2 separate regions of the Oryctolagus cuniculus genome follow, and region 1 is linked to region 2. A link is a contact called in public Micro-C data. All regions are on one chromosome and are shown on one strand. Each heading gives the region's core, a stretch centred on a gene start, on an enhancer-like site or on the middle of the called end of the contact. The rest is flanking DNA. Distances are from core to core; before and after follow the strand shown. Region 1 overlaps TMEM131 (transmembrane protein 131). Region 2 holds the start of TMEM131 (transmembrane protein 131).

Region 1 (4,667 bases), core at 1,853-4,352, 84 kb after region 2:
TTTGCAAAGAAGGTCAGAGGTGCAGTTGACATGTGCAGACTACAGGGTCCATATCACCTGACAGCATCAGAACTCCTCTCTGCGTCTGTTGTCCCCCCTGCCTTGCTCTGCTGGCATATTCTGTCCCTCAGTGCCGGTGGGTTCACCCTACAGCGATGGGAAGAAATCCACTGGCTGCTCCACAGACTTGTGCTCCGTGGCACCTCTCCATCGGAAACACTAGCTGCTTCATCTACGGCTTGCAAAGTCTCGAGCAGACAGGGGTCTTCCTCATCAGGCAGAAAAGGAGGTGGCTGGCGTGGGTGTTTCTTCCAGGTGCCATCCTTGCATTTACCTAGCTTTCATTTGGAAAAAGAGAAATCATGGTGGGCAGCTACTCCAGTTGGAGTCCATAATAATCTCCTTGGCCTGTTGAATCCTTTGTGACAAATACTGTAGAGTGTAGCACTCCTGTGCACACCAAGCCTTACCCAGTTCGCTTTGCTGAGGTAGACACCGCCTTCTCTGCTTCCTGCTTATGGAGGTGGGCTGGATCTCCACCAGAGTTTTGTTTGGATATCAAGACATGATGTCAGACATGCACGCACACCAAGAGGGTATGAAAGGTTTATTACACAGATATTTCTCAATTTATAATGGGATTACATTCTTATCAATCCGTTGTAAGTTAAGTGTCAGGAATGCATGTAGTGCACCTCACCCACCAAACATCCTATCTTAACCTAGCCTACCTTAAACATGCTCAGAACACTTAATGTTAGCCTGGAGTTGGGCAAAATCATGTAACACAAAGCCCATTTTAGTCTAAAGTATTGAGTGTCACATAACTTATTAAATAAGAGTACCTTAGCCAAAGAACGCTGGCAACAGAGAGCTCTCTGGAGTATGTTGTTTGTCATTGGGATTGTGGGGCTGACTGGGAACAGCCGCTGCCCAGCATCACGGGAGAGAATTGTACCACATACTGCTAGCCTGGGAAAAAATCCAAATTCAACATTGGAAATATGGTTTCTGCTGAATGCATATCGCTTTCACATTGGCATGAGTCAAACCATTGAAAGTCAGGGGCCATCTGTGCCCACGTAATGAAGCTATCTAGAGAGGCCTTGGCAGGCCTCCAAGTAGGTCTGAAAAATGGCTCCAGAGAGCAGAAAAAAGAGACTGGCTCGGCTTTTAGTGTGATTAAGGGTTGAAACAGGCACTCCCACCAGGGCAGGGGAAGGCTTTTGTTGTTGACTTCTTCAGGTGAGGGGGCATCAGTGGGGCTTGAGAGCTCTCAGTGGTCAAATAGGAAAACCAGAATTAGATTCATTCCCACTCATGGTGTCCTCTTGCAGGGCCTTTTAGTAAGGATGCAACTAGGATGTCCCTCTATCCTTTCTTGACCCTCTCACCACTATAATCATCCACACTATCCTCTAGAACTTACTTCACAGTCAACTGATCAGATTAACTTCCTTCAAAAAGAGTTGTCTTTGTTTTTATCCTTTTTGTTGAAGCTTATTCTTTAATTCTACCTTTATTCTCTCTTGCTGCCTTGGTCTCCCTCCCCTCTTTCCTCCTCTCCTCTCTTATCCCCTCCTTTTTCCTTCTCTGTAACAGCTCACTGGGGAAATCTGGGCCTTCCCACCTCCCCTCCCTCCCTCTCGCCACCCTCACTGATTTATGCCCATGCAATGCAGTTAATTGCTTTTCAGTCTCCATGACAACTTTTTTCAAACATATATTGCAGACTATAAAAGATGCTTTGGGTGGAAAGTTGGTTTACTGAATTCTTTCATTTGTATAATTACTAAGTGTATAAAATCTTAGTTTCATATTTAAAGTGTAAAATGGCTACTTACTGACTTAGAAAATGGACTGTCACTAAAAGTGGAAGTCTTTATTCTCAGAGTAAATTCAGTTTATGAAGGCATTTCTCCCTAATGGCATTTTGGTATTCAGAGAAAATTAGGTAGGCCCTCCTTTTTTAAAAGGAGGCCACTTAGCTTTTCCGTTTCTATTCTGCGAGCAGTTTTTCCACCAACACCTCAGCTCAGCCTGTGGTCTAAAATGTGTTTGAGGGGATGGTAGGATTTTGTGGTATTTGAGTGGTACAAAGTACTGCCTATTGATTTGGCCCAGCTTCCTGCCAAAAGCTGAGTTTAACAGAGTGCTGTGTCACTGTCATTCATAAGGTTTGTCTCAGGGCAGTTGCTAAGCCATCTCTTCAGCTGTTTCCCAGCATTGCAGTGTCATCTTTCTGTGAGATAGGAAACTTGCCATTGACCGCAGAATTGCAGTTTGCTTTCCAAGCTGGTCTCTAGTTCATAGCTGCTTCTTCCTAATTCTTGTGGGCCTCAGACTGCTCTAAAATATGGGCAGTCAGTAGTTCTGCTGCAGCAGCAGAGAACAGCTGTTCCCTTGCTTCAACTTGCTTTATCTAAAAATACTTCACACTGTCCCCTTTGGCCCTCCTTCTGTCTTTGGAGCAGCCGATAATGGAAACAAACAGGACCAGCAACCAGCACTGGCTGGCATTTAGAAATCTTTGTTTTATTTTTAAATTTTACCTGTCCAGCCAAACAGTCACACGGACTACTTATGATAGGAATAATTCCTGGCCTCCACTGCGCCTACACACATCTCTCACTTAATCTAATCTAGATGTTGCTGAAAAGGATTTTGAACTTGAAATTAAGGTCCCAATATAGGTGACCTTTCAGATAGGGAGATTATCTGGGTGGACCAGATCTAACCCGCGAATCTTTTGAGTCTGGCAATAGCAGTCAAAACAGAAATGCTGGAGCTTTGAAGCGCAATAAGTATTTCATGCAAGGAAGTTTCTTTGTGCTGGCTTTGGAAATGGCAAGAGACTGAGAGCAGTCTGAATTTTGCCAGCAACCCGAATGAATACACTGTGTGTTTATAAGCAGACACATGCTTTCCATGTTCTGTGCTCCTGTCACCAGGGGAGGGGAGGAGGGGCCAGGGCGTGCTGTTTTTAATGGGACTGTGAGCTTCCAGGGGTGTGGACTGCCCTGAGCTAGAGGATGCCTACTCTGAGCAGACACACCCAGCCCGCAGACACCTTCCCTCTGTCCACATTACGCCAGCTGTCTTTGAACAGCACAGTGGATGACCCTTGCTCTAGAAGGGGTGGCCCAAGACCTTTGCTCTTTGATCTCCAGAAGAAACAGCAAGGCCAGCCTCAGCAGCTTTGCAAGTCAGACCTGACAATCCCGGCTCTTACAATCTTCCTGCTTTTCTCCTTACCCCAAAGGAAACATTTGACCATCTCCAGGCCTGCCTTTTTCATCTGAGCTGAGATCGATTGCGCTAAGATCAAGTAGGCAAAACATCAAGAATGAATTCACAGGAAAATGACTGATTGCCAGTTAGCCTACAATCTCTTTGAACTGTAAAAGAACATTTTTTAAGAGAGCACATAATTAGTGAGGATGTTTTCATTTCTGTGTACTGCTGTTCTACCCATATGTCTATAAAGCTTAAGGAAGAAAACTTTATCTTCTACATTAAATTTACACAGCTTCTCCCTGTAGCGTTGTGGCCACAGTTTGAGGCCCTGGCTGGACTTACACCAACGTAAGTGTGTTGTGTCACACAGCAGTTGTGTCAGGGTCCTGTGTTCCCACCTGGGATCACTGAGCCTGGTGGTTAAGGACTCTAGCTCCAGAGAGAGTCTCCACCAGAGGCAACAAGGATTCGTAGGTTGGGTACTTGTTGTTTGAGGAGTTCTGAAGACACTCAGCTTCCTGTTCCTTGGCCCCAAGTGTGTCCTCTCAAACCTGCTTGGGGTCTGCCTCTGTTGCTGTCTCAGCACCTAAACCTGGTTTCACCTTTTTCACCCCCCCCCCCCCATCTGTCTGTCAAACCACAGAATGATTGTGACTCTCACGGTAGCTGGGCTGTATGCCACGGAGTGAGGCGCTGTTGGACAGTGGTGTCTCCCTCAGCAGCGCACTGACCCAGGACTTTGGAGGGCCAGAGGGAGCAGCTGGAGGAGAGCACGCCTCAGAGCAGATGGCCCTCGGCTCCGTACCCTGCAGGTTTTTCTGCTGTTCTTGGCTGAAAGCGCAGGCTCTGGCGGTCTCGAGGCGAACATGGAAGGAAGTGGAGAAGAATAGAATTGGGAAGCCTTCCTCTACCTCAGTCCCTCTTTGTCAGCTCAAGCTGCCTTTCACCCCTCACTTCCCCAAACCCACCAGCTCAGCGCAGTCTTCATTTCCCCAATGGGTTTCTCACCATTTTTTAGTTACTCCCTGAGTCAGTAGCTCCCTCTGACTCTGACTTTTTCCAGCATTGTTGGTGGGGGGCGGGGGCAGAGGTGGAAGAGGAAAGCAGAAGAGCCAGCGTGTAAAGCCTTGATTCATTTTCTTAAACTACGAGAATCATCAGCTGTTCACTATTTTCTCAGCCTTCCCAAGTGACTGAATTGAAGAAAAGATAGGGGCATAAAACTTCTTAAAAGACAAAAGTTTGGTGGACACTTGAACTCTGCATTTTCAACTGCTTAGAATTTTTTTTTTTTTAAGATTTTGTTTATTTGAGAGGCATAGTTAGAGAGAAAAAGGTCTTCCATCTGCTGGTTCACTCTCCAAGTGGCCACAACAGCTAGAGTTGGACCAATCCAAAGCCAGAAGCCAGGAGCTTCTTTGGGTCTCCCA
Region 2 (4,589 bases), core at 1,374-3,873:
TGGGTCTCCCACATGGCTGCAGGTGCCCAAGGACTTGGGCCATCTTCTACTGCTTTTCCCAGGCCACTGCAGAGAGCTGGATCAGAAGTAGAGTAGCCGGGTCTCGAACTGGTGCCCATATGGATGCCGGCGCTTCAGGCCAGGGCGTTAACCCGCTTCACCACAGCGTTGGTCCCTCCAGCATTCTAAATTTGATGTAAAAGTTAAAAGTCTTTATAATCTTGAGTGTGTTTCATCATCACGCAGAATGCCGGACCTCCACTTAAGAGGTTCTGATTCCATGGGTCTGGGGTGTGGCCTGCTGATCTGCATTTCTAACAAGTTCCCAGGTGAGGCTGCTGCTGGTCTGGGGATGAGACCTTGAGAACCACTCGTTTAGCAGGTTTTCTCTGACTTTGCCAGCTAATTAGCCTCCACCTGCTCAATGACCGGGTCTTTCTCATTTCCAAAAGGGGAGATGGGAAATTAACCACTATCAGAGAAGCAGAAGGGTCCTTGACGTGACAGTTCCTTCAGTTTTAACTCAGCTCTCTCCTTCCCAGAGCTCATGGAGGTTAAGGGAGGGGGGATAGACCGGTGATGGTGGCTCAGTTCCAGGTGCTCTCCAACACCCAGCTTCCCAAGCTGCCTAGCAAGCCTTCTTGTTTTACTACTATACCCTCAATGATCTCATGGTCCTTTCCTGGGAAGACACTAACATCATTACCCCTCTTGCTTCCAATGCCCATGAGGCATAGCGGAGGGTTCCGATAGGATGTATCTTAAAAGCTTACCCACTATTTGGAGGGCTCCTTTAAGAACAAGCATACAAGCTTGATAGATAAACACACAATTAGATGCAGGGCCTTGGGAGGAGCTTGTGCAAGCCAGGGCCCCGGCAGCTTAAGCCTCATTAGCTTCATGGGCAATTGACCTCCGATCAAACATGTCTGCATATGTCTTAAGCTCCAATTATAGACATATGCAAGTTATTTCCCATGGGGTTCTTCAGCCTTAGGCTAATCAGGGATGTGGTTGATTCCTGTGTAAGTCGACCTGTGCGTTGCAAAGTTGGAGACACTGGTTTGCCCCGAACCTGGCAATGGGGGCAGGGCTACCGACTCCAGCACCCGGAGGCTGTTTTGACCCAGCTAAAGCACTCAGTTACTTATCTGTGGCCTTGATTTCTTCCCCAAGTTATGCTTTCCCGAAATCTCTTGCCCTAGGTGCATACCAACAGTCAATTTACAAGTAACACTTATTCCTGTTTCTTTACATCAAGGACAACATCTGATGACCCAATTTTAGCACTAACATTCAGGAAAAATAAAAGTGCCTTTAAAAATCATTAGGGTAAGGGCAATTTTCACATGTATCATTTAAGTGCTTGCTTGACAAAGACTACACGTGGGGTAGCACTTTGTTGTTTCTTCTGTGCCTTTTGGAAATCGTAATTTCCTATGTATTTTTTTTTAAAAAGATTTATTTATTTATTTGAAAGTCAGTTACAGAAAGAGAGAAAGAGAAAGAGAGAGAGAGAGCTTTCATCCACTGGTTCACTCCCTAGATGGCCAAAACGGCCAGAGCTGCGCCAATCTGAAACCAAGAGCCAGGAGCTTCTTCCAGGTCTCCCACGTGGGTGCAGGGGCCCAAGGACTTGGGCCATCTTCCACTGCTTTCCCAGGCCATAGCAGAGAGCTGGATGGGAAGAGGAGCAGCCAAGATTCGAACCGGTGCCCATCTGGGATGCTGGCACTGCAGGCCGGGGCTTTACCCGCTACGCCACAGCGCCGGCTCCTCTAGTTTGTTTTGAAGGTGCATTATGGACAGGACTGGTCTTAAAAAATATACCGGCTCCCTCAACAAACAGTCCCGAGTCAAGTAAAACGACTTGGCCATGGAATTGGGGGAAGTTACTAAGATGAGGGAAGAGGGACCCCCTCACAAAGGTTAAATTAGACTCGCAACACCTGAGCTACAAGGGGCATCAATGAGGCGTGAGCAGCCGCCGCCAAAGGCACGAGGGGTCCCTCAAGATCCGCCGGGCACAACATTTCAAGGGGACACACAGATGAACAGAACGCGCCCGGTTCTCGAAACACCCCCCTACACACACACACACACCAGGAGCTGAAGCAGCCCCGGGGTATTCTCGACACCAAAGCAGCCGCGAGGCCGGGAGCGACCTGGAGCCACCGGAAAGGATTTTCCGCGTCTGGATGACCATTCAGATTTGGGGAAGGCTCTTGCATTGCAGTATAGAATGAGGGCTGTCCCCTCCCGGCGCGCCCCGCCCGCCCTCCACCACAGCGGCTGCGCGGCGTGGCTGCCCCGTCCCCACGTGATCGCCGTCACTGCCTCCGGGAAGCGCGAGCGGCCATCATAAGTCCTGGCAGCCGGGTCGAGCCGGCCTCCCTCCTCCCCTCCATCGGGGCAGCGGTGGCGCGCTGGGGTTTGCTGTATCGGTCCCGGCTGGTCAGTGAAGCCGCGGGCCCCCACGAGCACGGCGAGGAGCCGAGGCCTGCGAACGCCAGGGCGGGCAGACTGACCGGCGGGCCGCCCAGGTGTCGGCACGGCGGGGGCGGTGCCCCGCCGCGTCCCCGCCCCTCGCAGGCCAGCGCCCGAGGCCCCGCGGCCCGTGCCCGTTTCCAGTATGGCCGCCCGCCGTGCTTGACCCGCGGCCTCTCTGCTCCGGCTTCTCGTAGGCGATGCTGAGGCCGCGGCCGTGACTGACACTCTCGCTCACACGCACGCACGGACCTGGTCCCACGCTAGGAGCCCGAGCCCTGGGCCCCGGAACAGCTCTCGCCTCCGGCACCGCAGCTAGAACCCGGACCACGGCTCCCGCGCCGCAGCCTCGCCGAGAAGGGCCGCGCCGGACGTCGAGCGCGGCGGCCCCGGGCCGGCAGGGATGGGGAAGCGGGCGGGAGAAGGAGCAGCAGGAGCCGCCGCCGCCGCCTCCGCGTCCGCCGGGGCCGGGCTGGAGCCCGCGGCCGGCCGCAGCGGGAGTCCTCGGAGCGCGGCCGCCGGCTTCTTGGGAGCGCTGCACCTGGTGATGAGCCTGGTCGTGGCGGCGGCGCGGGCCGAGAAGGAAGGTGGGTGTCGGGCGGCCGGCATCCCGGGCCCCGCGGCGCGGCCGGGCTGTCACCGCGTCGTGGCGGAGGCCGCCGCCGCCGCGGGGCTGCGGCGGGAAGTTGCTGGGTCGAGCCCGGTGCGGAGCCGAGATCTCGCGCGTGGGGTGCCGACTGGCGGTCTCCGCCGCGCGGGCGCCCCGGGATTCCGTCTCGTCTCTTCCCCGGTGTCCTGTCAGTGCCGTTTCAAAACTTCCCGAGTCGGCTCGCTCTGCAGGAGGGGCACGTTTGGTGCTGATAGGTAGATTTTGGGACCCTTCTCTTTTGTTAGGGGCCGTTTTCATAACGGCGTGCAGCTAGCTCTCCCTTTAAAATGTCGTTGTAAGAATAGCCGAGACCCGTGGGAAGGCTCCAAACACAGCTTTTGAAATTTTACTTTGAATTTGCTCAAGCGTTTCTTGGAGGGGAATTCTGTTTCCTTGGCTTCCTCCCGATCGCTTTGTAGTATTGATGATTGTTTAGGGGATGATTCGTTAGCTCCCACTGCAATCCCATTCAACTTTCTCGTACACTATGCAAACGTGTTTCCGTTTCTTATTTATTTGAAGGTCTGTAGTTCAGCGCCTTTAACTTTGATGTGAAAGATTTTGAGAACAGATATCAAGTTGCTAGCTTGCAAAGCTTTGTATGTTACTTAAAGTTCAGAGCTGGCAGTGTTTTTAAAACTGTAGTATCTAGTATCTTGACAGGGTCAGAAATTATTTAGTAATATTGAAGACCAAATCTGTGTGATTTCGTGGGGAGAAATGTGAGTGGTCTGAGAGCCTTCCCGAAGAATTCACTGAAAGTGAAGAGTCTTTTAAAAAAAAAAAAAAGGCAGAACTTGTTGGTAAATTACCTCTATAATTTCCTGCCAAGTTAGAGTTGATGCTTGATTTCATAGGGAAAGTCACTTTTCATTGTTACTAAATGCAAACCAGGTTCATGTTAAAATGTAAACATGCTTCAGTTTCTTTCCTTTTTTTGTTTTTGTTCAAAGCATTGCAGTGTCTTTTTTAAGGCGCACTCACCTGAGTCTGGGTTACCGCAGGTGGAAATTATTCACAGAATTGCCATTGCTATAGAAAGGACTGATTGACAGAAAGTCATTTTCAGAATAAAACCTTGCCGCTTTTCTGGGCATGTGTGGTTCATAGTTGGTTGTGGATCTGCAGTTGGTTGAATGTTCTCTGTGTGGCCATGGCACGCAGTGTTTTGGCTAGTGGTGGGTGTCCAGTAAGTCCCAAATAATGCAGAGAATGTAATGGGCTTGTTTCTTTGAGCTTCAGGTAGGCCTCGGCAGGTATTGTGTCCTTGCTGTTCTGTTCCTTTGCTTGCCTCGCACTGTGCCAGACACACAGTAGGCACTTAACCATTGTCTGAGTGAATGACTTCCTGGGCCATTAGCACAGGGAAATGATAATGATTGAGTCTAGTAAAATATTCAGTTTGTGCTATCTTACTGCTGCTTATTTTTCCAACAGCCATCTTATATGATAA

The links. Hi-C and Micro-C count contacts between places; a contact is called where the count stands out from the background.
Region 1: a contact with region 2 is called in a Micro-C map of ear pinna, with 2.8 times the contacts expected there. The contact joins the enhancer-like site here to the promoter of TMEM131 in region 2. A contact is called at or near these places in 5 of 6 Hi-C or Micro-C datasets (ear pinna, embryonic fibroblasts, psoas muscle and 2 more).

Annotation. Positions count from the first base shown.
Region 1 is chr2:110,526,604-110,531,270 of mOryCun1.1, forward strand. All of the region lies in intron 4 of TMEM131 (transmembrane protein 131), which reads left to right. Among named protein-coding and RNA genes, the nearest start is that of TMEM131, 83 kb to the left of the region's middle. Within about 2 kb of position 3,103, at least 3 of the 8 cell types and tissues checked have an H3K27ac peak or open chromatin away from gene starts, as enhancers often do.
Region 2 is chr2:110,443,216-110,447,804 of mOryCun1.1, forward strand. TMEM131 (transmembrane protein 131) reads left to right here and starts at 2,624. Exons shown (of 41, transcript XM_017339810.3): 1 at 2,624-3,074. The coding sequence starts at 2,891. LOC138848554 (a long non-coding RNA gene) reads right to left here and starts at 2,286. Exons shown (of 2, transcript XR_011386478.1): 1 at 2,104-2,286; 2 at 1-185.